Regions from separate parts of the Bos taurus genome. Here region 2 is linked to region 1. The links are chromatin contacts, called in public Hi-C maps. All regions are on one chromosome and are shown on one strand. The core of a region is the stretch at or near the end of the contact, and the rest is flanking DNA. Distances in the headings are between cores, read along the strand shown. Region 1 overlaps ITPR1 (inositol 1,4,5-trisphosphate receptor type 1). Region 2 overlaps ITPR1 (inositol 1,4,5-trisphosphate receptor type 1).

Evidence for each region. A called contact is a pair of places that touch in the nucleus more often than the background predicts.
Region 2: a Hi-C map of an unstated tissue shows a contact between it and region 1, with 2.9 times the contacts expected there. The contact joins two enhancer-like sites. A contact is called at or near these places in 2 of 11 Hi-C or Micro-C datasets (liver and an unstated tissue).

The regions. Positions count from the first base shown.
Region 1 is chr22:21,537,635-21,542,839 of ARS-UCD2.0, forward strand. All of the region lies in intron 57 of ITPR1 (inositol 1,4,5-trisphosphate receptor type 1), which reads right to left. Among named protein-coding and RNA genes, the nearest start is that of BHLHE40, 130 kb to the left of the region's middle. Within about 2 kb of position 1,672, at least 46 of the 102 cell types and tissues checked have an H3K27ac peak or open chromatin away from gene starts, as enhancers often do. A contact at or near this core is called in liver, where this site is marked.
Region 2 is chr22:21,644,095-21,649,727 of ARS-UCD2.0, forward strand. All of the region lies in intron 39 of ITPR1 (inositol 1,4,5-trisphosphate receptor type 1), which reads right to left. Among named protein-coding and RNA genes, the nearest start is that of MIR2285AM, 160 kb to the right of the region's middle. Within about 2 kb of position 1,262, at least 28 of the 102 cell types and tissues checked have an H3K27ac peak or open chromatin away from gene starts, as enhancers often do. A contact at or near this core is called in liver, where this site is marked.

The DNA of each region.
Region 1 (5,205 bases), core at 422-2,921:
AAGAGACTTTGTTCACAGTGGATTCCTACCTTCTTCCGTGGGGTATGTGATGTGATCCCGTGACTCCGAAGCAATGGCTTCAGAAAGGCCTCTGACAAATGCAAAATACACAGCCCCCATCCAACAACTGATTACTGAAAAGACCGTTGGTAATTTCTGTGCCTGGCACAGGCCTGAGTGCTGAGGGTCTAGAGACAGGATGGCAAGGTCCCTAAATCCCCAAGGGGCGGTAGTGCCAGGAATGTGGCTGCAGGGCGTGGCTCTGCACTTCCATGGACCCACTGCAGTCTCAGCTCCAAGTGCTCGGTGCCCAGTGTCTGCTGGACCGGTGAACGGGCTCCACTGGCCCAAAGGTGGCTGCTACTGGCATCTGTGCTCCTCCCCTCAAGGGTCAAGAGATGCACTCTGATGCTGTTTGCTTTTGCCTTCTCTGTGCTTCTGTACACCGGCTCCCTGTACTCCTGGGGATGAAGACCCTGTCTAAGGGCTACACAAAGCCATAGACAGAAATAACCCATCTCATTTGAATGTCCATCTTATCAACGGTTAACGATTGAAAATATATTAGCCTCAAAATATGCCCTGGAGCAGAACATGAAATTGAGTCAGATTTAAAGGTAAAACCCCATGATTTTATAGAAAGGTCATCCTTTCTACAGGTCACTTTGGACCCTGTGCCCGGATTCTAGTGATAAGTCTTCATTCTCCGTCTCATGAGAGTCTTCAGTGCAAACGGACGGACAGGATTTCCTGGTCTAGATACTTCCCGGTGACCACCTTCAAGTTTCTCCCTTATAGCCCTCCTCTAACATTTACATCTGACAGTAAGAAGCAGAGTTGGGGGCCCCACTAAAACCCCAAACAAGGGAACCTGAGTGCTCTGGCCAGTAGGTGTCATTCGCTCTTCTGCCCTGACATGGGTATGTACCAAAAATTTGAGATCCTCGGTGTAGCCAATATTTTACTTAAATAATCACCCTGGCTGTTAAGTCAAATCTCAAATTACCTACGAGTTAAAATTAGCTATTCTGGCCAAACTGTGCCCTCCATTTCCACTGGGTTTTACATCCTGTGCGGTAGGGTAAATTCCAGTGCAGTGTGAAGGCTCCTCACACTGTGACCTGGCCACACAGAGATCCGAATCTCTACAGGAAAAATCCTAAGACTCTCCAGCCTTAGCAGAGGAGCAGAGAGAGAAGTGACTTTCAATCTAGCTCAGCCTTTCACACCAAATGCTGAGCTGGTTAGAGCACTCAGTGACTCCTGTGAAGTGCGCACCCCTGCCTCTCCAGCCAGCCAGACTCTGAAGGTCTCTGAACGTTTGCAAAAATCCCACCTTCACGTCTATTCCAGGTCACAAATATGTCTCAGTGGCCCAGCTTCTACTGAGTTTTTGAGAAAGTCATCTCCAGCGAAGATATGTTGTTTATACATGAACTCATCTTGGCGGGTGTGTGTGTGGTCAGGAGGGTGGGGCTGGGCGAGGGCTGGTGGCTTCACCGCCTGTCTGTTGGCCACATCTGTCGCCCTGGGTCTGGGAGCCCCGCTGGGCTTCGCTCACCCTCCTTGCTGCTGGCACCTCACATGCCAATGTCCTTAGGCACTGTCTGCCCCAGTCCTCCTACAATCCAGCCAGTGCGGTTCCCGTCACAGCAAGCACTTCCTCTGTCAGAGCAGACAAACCGACTCAAGCCACAGCCGGAAGCAGGCTGACCACAAGTGCTAAGGTTCTGGTTAGTTCTTTTCTAGGTAAAGTTGGAAAAGTCCCTGCAAAGCAAACACTGAAGTTTTAGACACGGGGGCGGCACTGACCTCTTGAAATGTTCTTGACTGGAAAGAGGGAGGGTGTGTGTGTGAGAGAGAGAGAGAGAAACAGAGAGAGAGAGAGAGAGAGAGAGAGAGAGAGAGAGAGAGAGAGAGAGAGGAGGAGAGGAAGTTGGATTGTATGATGCAAATGCTAATCATTCTGAGAAGTGTGTTTTTTTTTTTTTTCTCCCTCTTCCCAGGTTCAACTGAAGAGGCAGTTCTAAGAAAGACAGCTGAGATCATCAGTTACCTCCTCAGAGAAAGTCCACTGATGGTAGAGTTTTGTTTACCATGTAAACAACGCAGCATTTATGGCTAAATCCGTTATTCTTTCACAGCCAGACTAGAGAATTGCGATTTTTTTTTCTCTGGTGGCGTCATGAGGATAAAAGACAGAGTCACTGGCCAGAAGATGGGTCCCAGGAAGATGGACCTGTAAGCCACAGAGTCCCCTCCACCCTTCAGAATCCCCTTGGGGAAGATTCAGGAGAGCAGAGATGGTCCTTTCAAAGCAAATGTCAAAGGCACTGCACCTTATCTTACCAAGCAAGATGACAGACTGGATTTCCCAGAGTGCCTGGGGATGGCTGGAGTGAACCAAAGTGGGGGAGGGGCAGCCTGGAAACAGACTCTTGGCTTCATGTACCCAAACTCCCAGAAAATGCCTGGAAGAGGGCGGAGAAGGAAGACTGAAGATAATCCTTAACTTTTCTACAGCAGGAATATATTACACTCAATAAACTTTAAACATTTGCCTCTCTTGTGAGTGAAGGTGATTGTGCGTGTGTGCGCTCAGTTGTGTCCTGTTCTTTGCGACCCCCATGGACTGCAGCCCACAAAGCTCCTCTGTCCATGGGATTCCCCAGGCAAGAATACTAGAGCGGGTTGCCATTCCCTTCTTCAGGGGATCTTCCTGACCAAGGGATAGAACCTGAGTCTCCTGTATTGGCAGGTGAATTCTTTACCACTGCACAACCTAGGTGGAGAAGGCAATGGCACCCCACTCCAGTACTCTTGCCTGGAGAATCCCATGGATGGAGGAGCCTGGTAGGCTCCAGTCCATGGGGTTACTAAGAGTTGGACACGACTGAGCGACTTCACTTTCACTCATTGGAGAAGGAAATGGCAACCCACTCCAGTATTCTTGCCTGGAGAATCCCAGGGATAGAGGAGCCTGTTGGGCTGCCGTCTATGGGGTCGCACAGAGTTGGACACGACTGACACGACTTAGCAGCAGCACAACCTAGGAAGCCCAAGTTAAAGTGATTATTTGCATTAAAGAGGAAGAAAATAATCTTCAGAGCTCTCTTTCCTAAGATCAGAGAAAACAAACAAAACCCAGAATTTGTTACTTTGGGTGAAAAAAATGATAATGATCTCTATGCTCAATGACTCCAAAATTGCCATAGTATCTATGACACATTTAAAAAGACAAAAAAAAAAAAAAAAAAACCTAAAACAATGAATCCCAAAGGTAAAAAAGAATCAGTGGTTGGGGGCGGTAGTGATGAACAGACAGAGCACAACACAAGCATGAACCCTGGTGTAAATACCGTCTTTAGTTACTAATTACTGTATTATTAGTTTATCAATTGGAGTAACTACACCACAGTAAACAAGTTACTAAGAGGGGAACTGGCAGGCAAGGTAGGGAGAAGGGGGCATATGAGAACTCGGGACTTTTTGTTCAGCAGTTCTGTACACCTAAAACTGCTGTAAAAAAGTAAAATCTCTTAAATTAAAAAAAAAAAAAAGGATCCCACACCCCGAATTTGTTGGTGGTGGTTTAGTCGCTAAGTCATGTCCAACTGTTGGGACCCCATGGACTGTAGCCTGCCAGGCTCCTCTATCCTTGAGATTCTGTAGGCAAGAATACTGGAGTGGGTTGCTATTTCCTCCTTCAGGGGATCTTCCCAACCCAGGAATCGAACCCAGGTCTCCTCCACTGCAGGCAGGTTCTTTACCAACTGAGCTATGAGGGATGCCAGACCCTAATTCAAGGATCCAGGTCCCTGAATGTCAGAGGTCGGTTTCTGCAGCAGCCTCAGGCTGTCAGTGTGTCAATGGGAAGGAGCCGTGTCCTGGAGTCAGGAACTGAAGCCCAGATGCCCAGAGTGTTCACAGGGCAGCGAGCTGGGCGAGTCAGCCAACCAACCTGGGTTTCTGCTTCCCTTTTTTTGAAAGCTACTTCACAGGGTTAATGTAAGAATCAAACGGCTGTGAGAATGTGTCTGTCAACTGGAAAGTACGATGCAAAAGTACCACAGGTCAGTGTCAGCAGCCCAAGGTCACAGAGCTGGTCTGTCGTCTGAGATGCTGACTCCAGGTGTCGTGCTAGATCCCACGTGAGTGAGTTCTTCCTTTCCCAGATTTCAGACGAAGGGATTTCTCTCTTCCTGGTGGAGCCACGTGAAGAGTGCCCAGGCCGGCCCCGAGTACAGGCATGAGCCCGGTCTGCTCTCGTCTCAGCCGACATCACCCAGACGGGCCCTGTTATATAATCTTCAGCTGGGCTGGAATGACCACTCACTCTTCCCAGACTTGGTTAATAGTTGTTCTTGGATGATACAGTGTAACAGGGCCGGGCCCTCGCCAGAGAGAGGACCGCACCCATTTCTGATGAAATCCCTAGGCAAGGCCAGCTGCAGAGCCGCCGTTCCATGTCTCTGTGGACCCTCAGGTGAAGGGATGCTGGGCCTGCACTGGGGCCTCGAGATGGCAGCATCCATCAGTCAGAGAGGCACCGCTGGGCCCTGGGTACCCAGGCTGCCGGGTGGAGGAAGCCCAGGATTACAGAGGAGGGGAGAAAGGTCAGGGCGGGGGTGAGGGGTGGCGGCGCTGTGCGGAGCAGGGCTGGGCAGGCAGGCTGGAGATTCCTCAGGAAGAACCTCCAGGCGAGTCCGCCCGCCTCCCCAGCTGGCTCAGGACCTTCTGCTCAGGCAGCCTCCAGGGCACGTCCAGTTAGCTAAGCAATCCACCAGAAGGTTCCTTGCGGTCACGTACAGGGTTTTGGCAATTTTTCTTGGTTTTTCTTCTATTCTCTTTTGGATTCCACGAGTTTAAACTTTGGTCTCTTAATACCTTTATACAATGACGGTTTTCTTTTGTTTGTTTTTATTATTGTTGTTGGTTTGTTTTTAGCCTACTTAAGATGCTTTCCAAAGTTCTTTGCTATTGTTTCAGGGCAAAATACTTGGTATTTGTCTTTGAACATATGCCCTGTGCACACCCGCGTGCCTCCCTGCTTTTCTGTTTCACCTGTAGCTGTGTCCCCGTCGGACACCATGTGCCGGGCGGCTCCTCTGGACCGAAGGCCAGCCCGGCCTGGAACCCCTGAGGATCAGGTGATGGGAAGATGACCATATGGCCTCAGGGAGAGCTCAGGGCAAGCCGCCAGTG
Region 2 (5,633 bases), core at 12-2,511, 110 kb after region 1:
GCTGATGCGGTCTGGTTTTGAACTTAGAAACTAACTATCGCTCTCCGTTGCCTCTTCACGTTTTTCTAGGATCTGAAGTCTTCCCAGAGCTTTTACACAAGGTTAGCAAGATCAAACTTCATAGGAAAAAAGATTTCAAATGACTGGCTTTGAAGCAGAAAGCCAGAGAATCCCAACTGGTTATCCTAACTGCAGCACTAGAGTAGCAAGTAGATTCATGCAGACGTTGAAATGCTCACTTTCTGCACATACTGTACCTACCATTTTACCCAGGGATAAATTTCTACCACAACTGAAGGGAAATCATACTTTGTCATTCTTAAATAAAAAGAAGCCCGCAGGCTTCCCAGGGTTCCTATCTGTGGTGTGTGTACAAGAGCACACACTCGCATGCATACATACCGTATACACATACACACAGGCATCTGTGTGTGCCCGATACAGGCCAGCACACGACACAGCCACTGAGACTCTCTGTTTCCTGATGTCATCAACAAGAATCCTACCCCTAGGCTTCTAGAATCTTCCTTTGAAATAAGATGTCTTCCTTTCATGGACCACCCCTAGCAGACGCTGAAGATAGTTCAAGAAATGAGACTGAACATCAAATAAACAACCCAACCTTATACCTAAAGCAACAAGAAAAAGAACAGCAACAAAAGAAACAAGACTGTATGATGGACCGAATTCTCAGCAAAGCAAAGAGAATTTATCATCTCCAACGCCATGAATCAGTCTTCAGTCCCTTTTCACCCACTCCATCTCAGAGGAGGGAAAAAATAAACAAACAAACAGCAAATGGGTTTGCAAATATGTTTGCTTGGTCCTGCCTTTCACAAGCCTTTGTAAACCACATTAAGAGAACAGAACACCTGAAAGAAAGCTGAGCAAAGAGAGAAGTTACCTAGTATTTTAGCAGGACCACTTTGAATCTGCACATCAGCTAGCATAATACCCTTACTAATGGCACTGGCTTTTTGAAACAAGAAATAGACATTATTTGGCTCTGATGATGCAGTTTCACGTATATTTTACAGAAGAAGTTCATCAGAACTGAACCCAAAAGTGAAAATCATTCTGACTTGATTGAATTATACAACTTCGATCATTAGGGAATCATCTCAGCATTAAAAAGAAAAAGAAAGGAAAAAACAAAAAAAAACTTCCCGAGATTCTGCAATAGCTTCTCTATGCTCTGAGTTGAGCTCGCTTGCTCCAGGGTTGCCAGTGTCTAACAGTAAACAGCCCCGCTGCATTTATTGGCAATTACTGTTGAAGGTCACACATCAGCAGCAAGCCTAAATTCCAGGAAAAAAAGAAGCTCTTATGTAACTGCCGCCTGAATGTTGGCAGGTGCCCAACCCAGCAGTTCACAGCGATGTAAAAAAGTAGGACACCTCCACTCTGGCTTGGACGTCATGAGAACGCCCCCTGAAGGTGAAACTGAATAATTCTCGTGTTTCTCTGTTTCTCTCTCCCCCTTGCCCCCCTGCTGAATTTTATTATTGACAGGGGTCTCCCTTGCTTGCAGAAGCAGCTCTTGGTGGCATGGTGGCAGAAGCCGAGGACTCGATACTGGCAGATACAGGCGGGCTGCAGCCACCTTAAGGAGTGGGAGCACCCATCTCGCTTTTCCATTGCGGTGAGTCACTAACAGGCTCACGGGCAGTGGTCCTCGCCTGATGTGAACTGACCTCCTCAGGTCCAAGTCCCTAAACTACATATTCTTGTGACCCCCATGTTCTTATGATCCAAATCCTAAAAGAAGTCAACCCTGAATATTCATTAGAAGGACTGATGCTGAAGCTGAAATTCCAAAACTTTGGCCACTTCAAGTGAAGAGCCAACTCATTAGAAAAGACCCTGATGCTAGGAAAGATTGAAGGCAGGAGAAAAAGCCGGGGACAGAGGAGGAGATGGTTAGAGATAGCATCACCGACTCAATGGACACGAATCTGAGCAACTTCAGGAGAAAGAATGGGACAGGGAAGCCTGGCATGCTGCAGTCCATGGGGTCACAGGGTCAGCCTTGACCTAGTGACTGAACAACATGATTCCCTATACTTTACCTTCCTACATGTCTCAGTTAACATTGGCTTATAATACTGTCTGCTGCTGTGGCAAAACCATAAACTCCAGAAGGGCAGACTGTGCCTATTTGGGGCACTGCTGGATCCAAAACCCCTAGCAAAGCACCTGGAATGGAACAGGCACTTAAGCGTTAGATAAACTAATGTCTTGGGCAGTCACTGGTGTCTGTTTAAAGCCAAGAATGGGTCGTGGGGTGTTTTCTTTCTGGAGATGACAGAAACATTCTATACCTCTCCCCTCATCTGTCCTCTTCCTGAACCCCAAGAAAAAGGTAAAATCAGGTGGTAATGATGGAGACCTTGCCTCTTGATTTGCAATAACAAAAAAATCATGATCATCATCATAAAAAAAAAAAAGGAAACCCTCCTCTCTTTCTGGTTTCAAATGAAATTTCACTCCAGGATAGCCGAGAAGGCCTCCACCATGCACTCTTCCTACAGGGACTCTGACCTGTCCTCACTTCGTCTTCCTTTCTCAGAGCACACACAGAGACTCAGAAGACACTGTGCTATTTCTCCAAGCAGTTCACTGCGCCTCTTCTCTCACAACGGCTGAGAGGCCTTTATCATTGAAGAGTAGTGGTCCCCTCCCATCCCAGGGATCACGGCTCTTCCAGATATGTCATAACCCTGGCTCAGGGGCAATTCCTCAGCAAGGTTCAAGTCTGAAGTGCTGGTTTGCAATTTTTAGGTGGGAGGCCTTGCCTGTAACGTGGGCCAGCGTGAACTCTCATTAAGTTTCTTAATGGAGTTGCTGCAGAACTCCAGCTGTGGGCTGCTGGTTTCCACCCTCACACATGGACAGCAGGCTTGGCAGGGGAAACCTCAGGAGCTGTACTCATTTCCAGAACAGCCATGGATGACAAAAGGCGATCAGGCATCTCTGCTTAGAAGGCCAGATCCAACAGCCTGCCGGCCTAGGGACAGTGTTGGTGTCCCAGGGCACGGATGGTTGCCAGGGGTAACAACAGAGAGGGGATCCACAGTTGCTTCCTCAGGGAATTTTCAAAGAATCCAAGGGGCTGCCAGAACATTCTTCTTTTATAAACAGACAGTATTCTATTTCCTAGCGTATAATTATAAACACACCTGCTCCAACTGGGGAATCTTTCCATAAGCGAGCAATAAACTCCCAGCCAGGAGACCCAAGTTCTATCTTGAGCAAGCCAACACATCAAATGATTACTATGGTGCAAAACAGAGTATTAATAACACTGCAGACTCCGATAAGGGAGGGCCTTCCTTTCCTGACTTCATCTGTATTTAAACAAATAGGAACTCAACCTCAATATTCTAGAGGAAAAATTCAAGTCAGGGAAGCATTTACAACTCTAGGTAGAAAGAAGAAGAGTCGAAGGCTGCCAACATGAAGATTCAGCGTTAGACGTTTTGCTGGCAAACAAACAACCCGGAAGAGAGAGGACTAAACAGGAAGTAGCAAAAATCACTGTAGTTAAAGGGGTGAACCCCCTGGACAGCCTGCTGTTTTTCTCGCTTTCTATTCACCCCAGAGAAGCATGGCCTCCTCACCTGTTCATGCTGATCGGTTTAAGGAGAAGCCTGAGCTTGCAGAATCTACTGCGGTTGAGCAGTAAGCCTCCGGGCCGGCAGCTGAGCCCAGCGCTAGTTCTGCCTCACCCGCTATAGCCGTCAGAACTAAGGCCACTCACGTTACCTCTCTGAGTGCCTCCATTCCCGAGGGACCTGAAAATTCATAACCACTCACGTCGCTTTCAGCTTTAAAAAGTCTGTGATTCAAATTCTCCTTAGGGGTATCTGAACCATCTCTTAGTGTTTCTGAAATTCTGGTGGTAGCTATTAGAGCAGGGCTTATATTCTATTTGGTAGAATACCATCAAATACCATCAAAAGAAGGTATCCATTGGTCTACCAAAAGAGCAAACAGATATCTAAAGAAGTAGACAAGAAAATTAATTTTTGAAAGTCAGATAAAAATTTTTCCAATGTGCCTCCTTTTCCTAAGCAATTAGACTCCCTCAACTACATATATTAATTCCCCCAATTAATCCTTTCTATTATCATTTACCAAACATGTATCACATACTATAGATGTGGCAAGAAATCTTGAAAAATGTTTACAAGAGAGAAAATATTTAGGAGGCCCTCAAATCCCAAACAAGATGGCCACTCGTGAGTCTCCAGGTTAATTCTGAGTAAATGAAACTAATTTGATACCTAAGTATAGAAACCATCAGATGACATTTCAGTTCCTCAATCTCGAGGTGGTTTTCCTAGAATTGAGAAGCCAAGGATATAGTATATTCTGAATTCCACTGCAAGCCAGCAGCTGAAAACTCTCGAGATTGCTGTAGAATTCGCTCTGCACTTTGACAAAATTTTCTATGACCCCCTCACACTTAACACTTTCCAACATACAGACCAAGAGAGCAGTGGTTTGTTTTTTTCTTTCACCACTTGCAAACTGTACCCATATAGTTATTTCTTTTTTGCATGAGTGCTTCACATAGAGAGAAAGAAGCATCAGCACTGAGTTTCAGAGATCTATTAATAGCCAGTGCCAACCACAAATTCAGCTGAGCTTCTAGACAGTGAATGATTGAAATTTTATCACAGTTTAGAAAATCTTTATCTAGACTCGGATGGGCTCCAAGGACAAATGGCAAACAAACTCATGGGAAACGCTAACACAGACACGAAGGACTTGACTCACTCCCAGAGGCATGCTACACAAAGTCAGATACTAGATGCTGCACAGACTAGGGGACAGGTCACAGAGTTCGCTGGGAGAGGGTCATGGAAACATCACCATGGGACACTTAAAAAAAATGAAATTAGGACCTCAGCATTATCCAATTCATCAATGGAGATGAGCTGGAAAAGAAAAAAGGGGGGAGAAAAAGAAGGCAATGTTAGAACAGGAAATACAAGCGAGCTAAGTGTTAGAAGCTTTGTCACTGTATTTCTCATCGCTGACTCAGGTTGGAGCATCGTTAGAACACAACCGTCTTGAGAGCTGTGGGCATTCTGGACACCACTGCACCCTGGCATCTCAGGCAGGATGCTGCCACACTTTGTTTACATGCCAGGTATCAAACCTCGCAGGTCCAGACTTCCCTGGTGGTCCAGTGGTTAAGACTTCATGTTCTTAATACAAGGGGAGTGGGTTTGAACCCTGGTTGGGGATCTAGGATCCCTCATGCCACACAGTGTGGCCAAGAAAAAAACAAACAAAAAACCTCACAGGTCACTGAACCAAGAGCCCTGAATGGCACTGTTGTGCTCCCTTGTAGAGAAAACTTGAACTGAGCTGTGAACAAGGGCAAGATCCCCGATCAAGAACCATGTCCTTTCAGAAAAGGATGGGAGAGAGTCGGGTTAAAAGCTAAACTCCTATCAACTCAGCTTAGGAGAAAATTCTCTCCTTGGACTCATTATACCATTGAATGGGGGTGGGGTGTCTTGAGTTCAAACTACCATTGAGATAAATCAGACCCAGTTTCAATTTAAGCAAGCAGTGGGATAAATCAGACCCAGATTCAATTTAAGCAAGCAATAAGACCA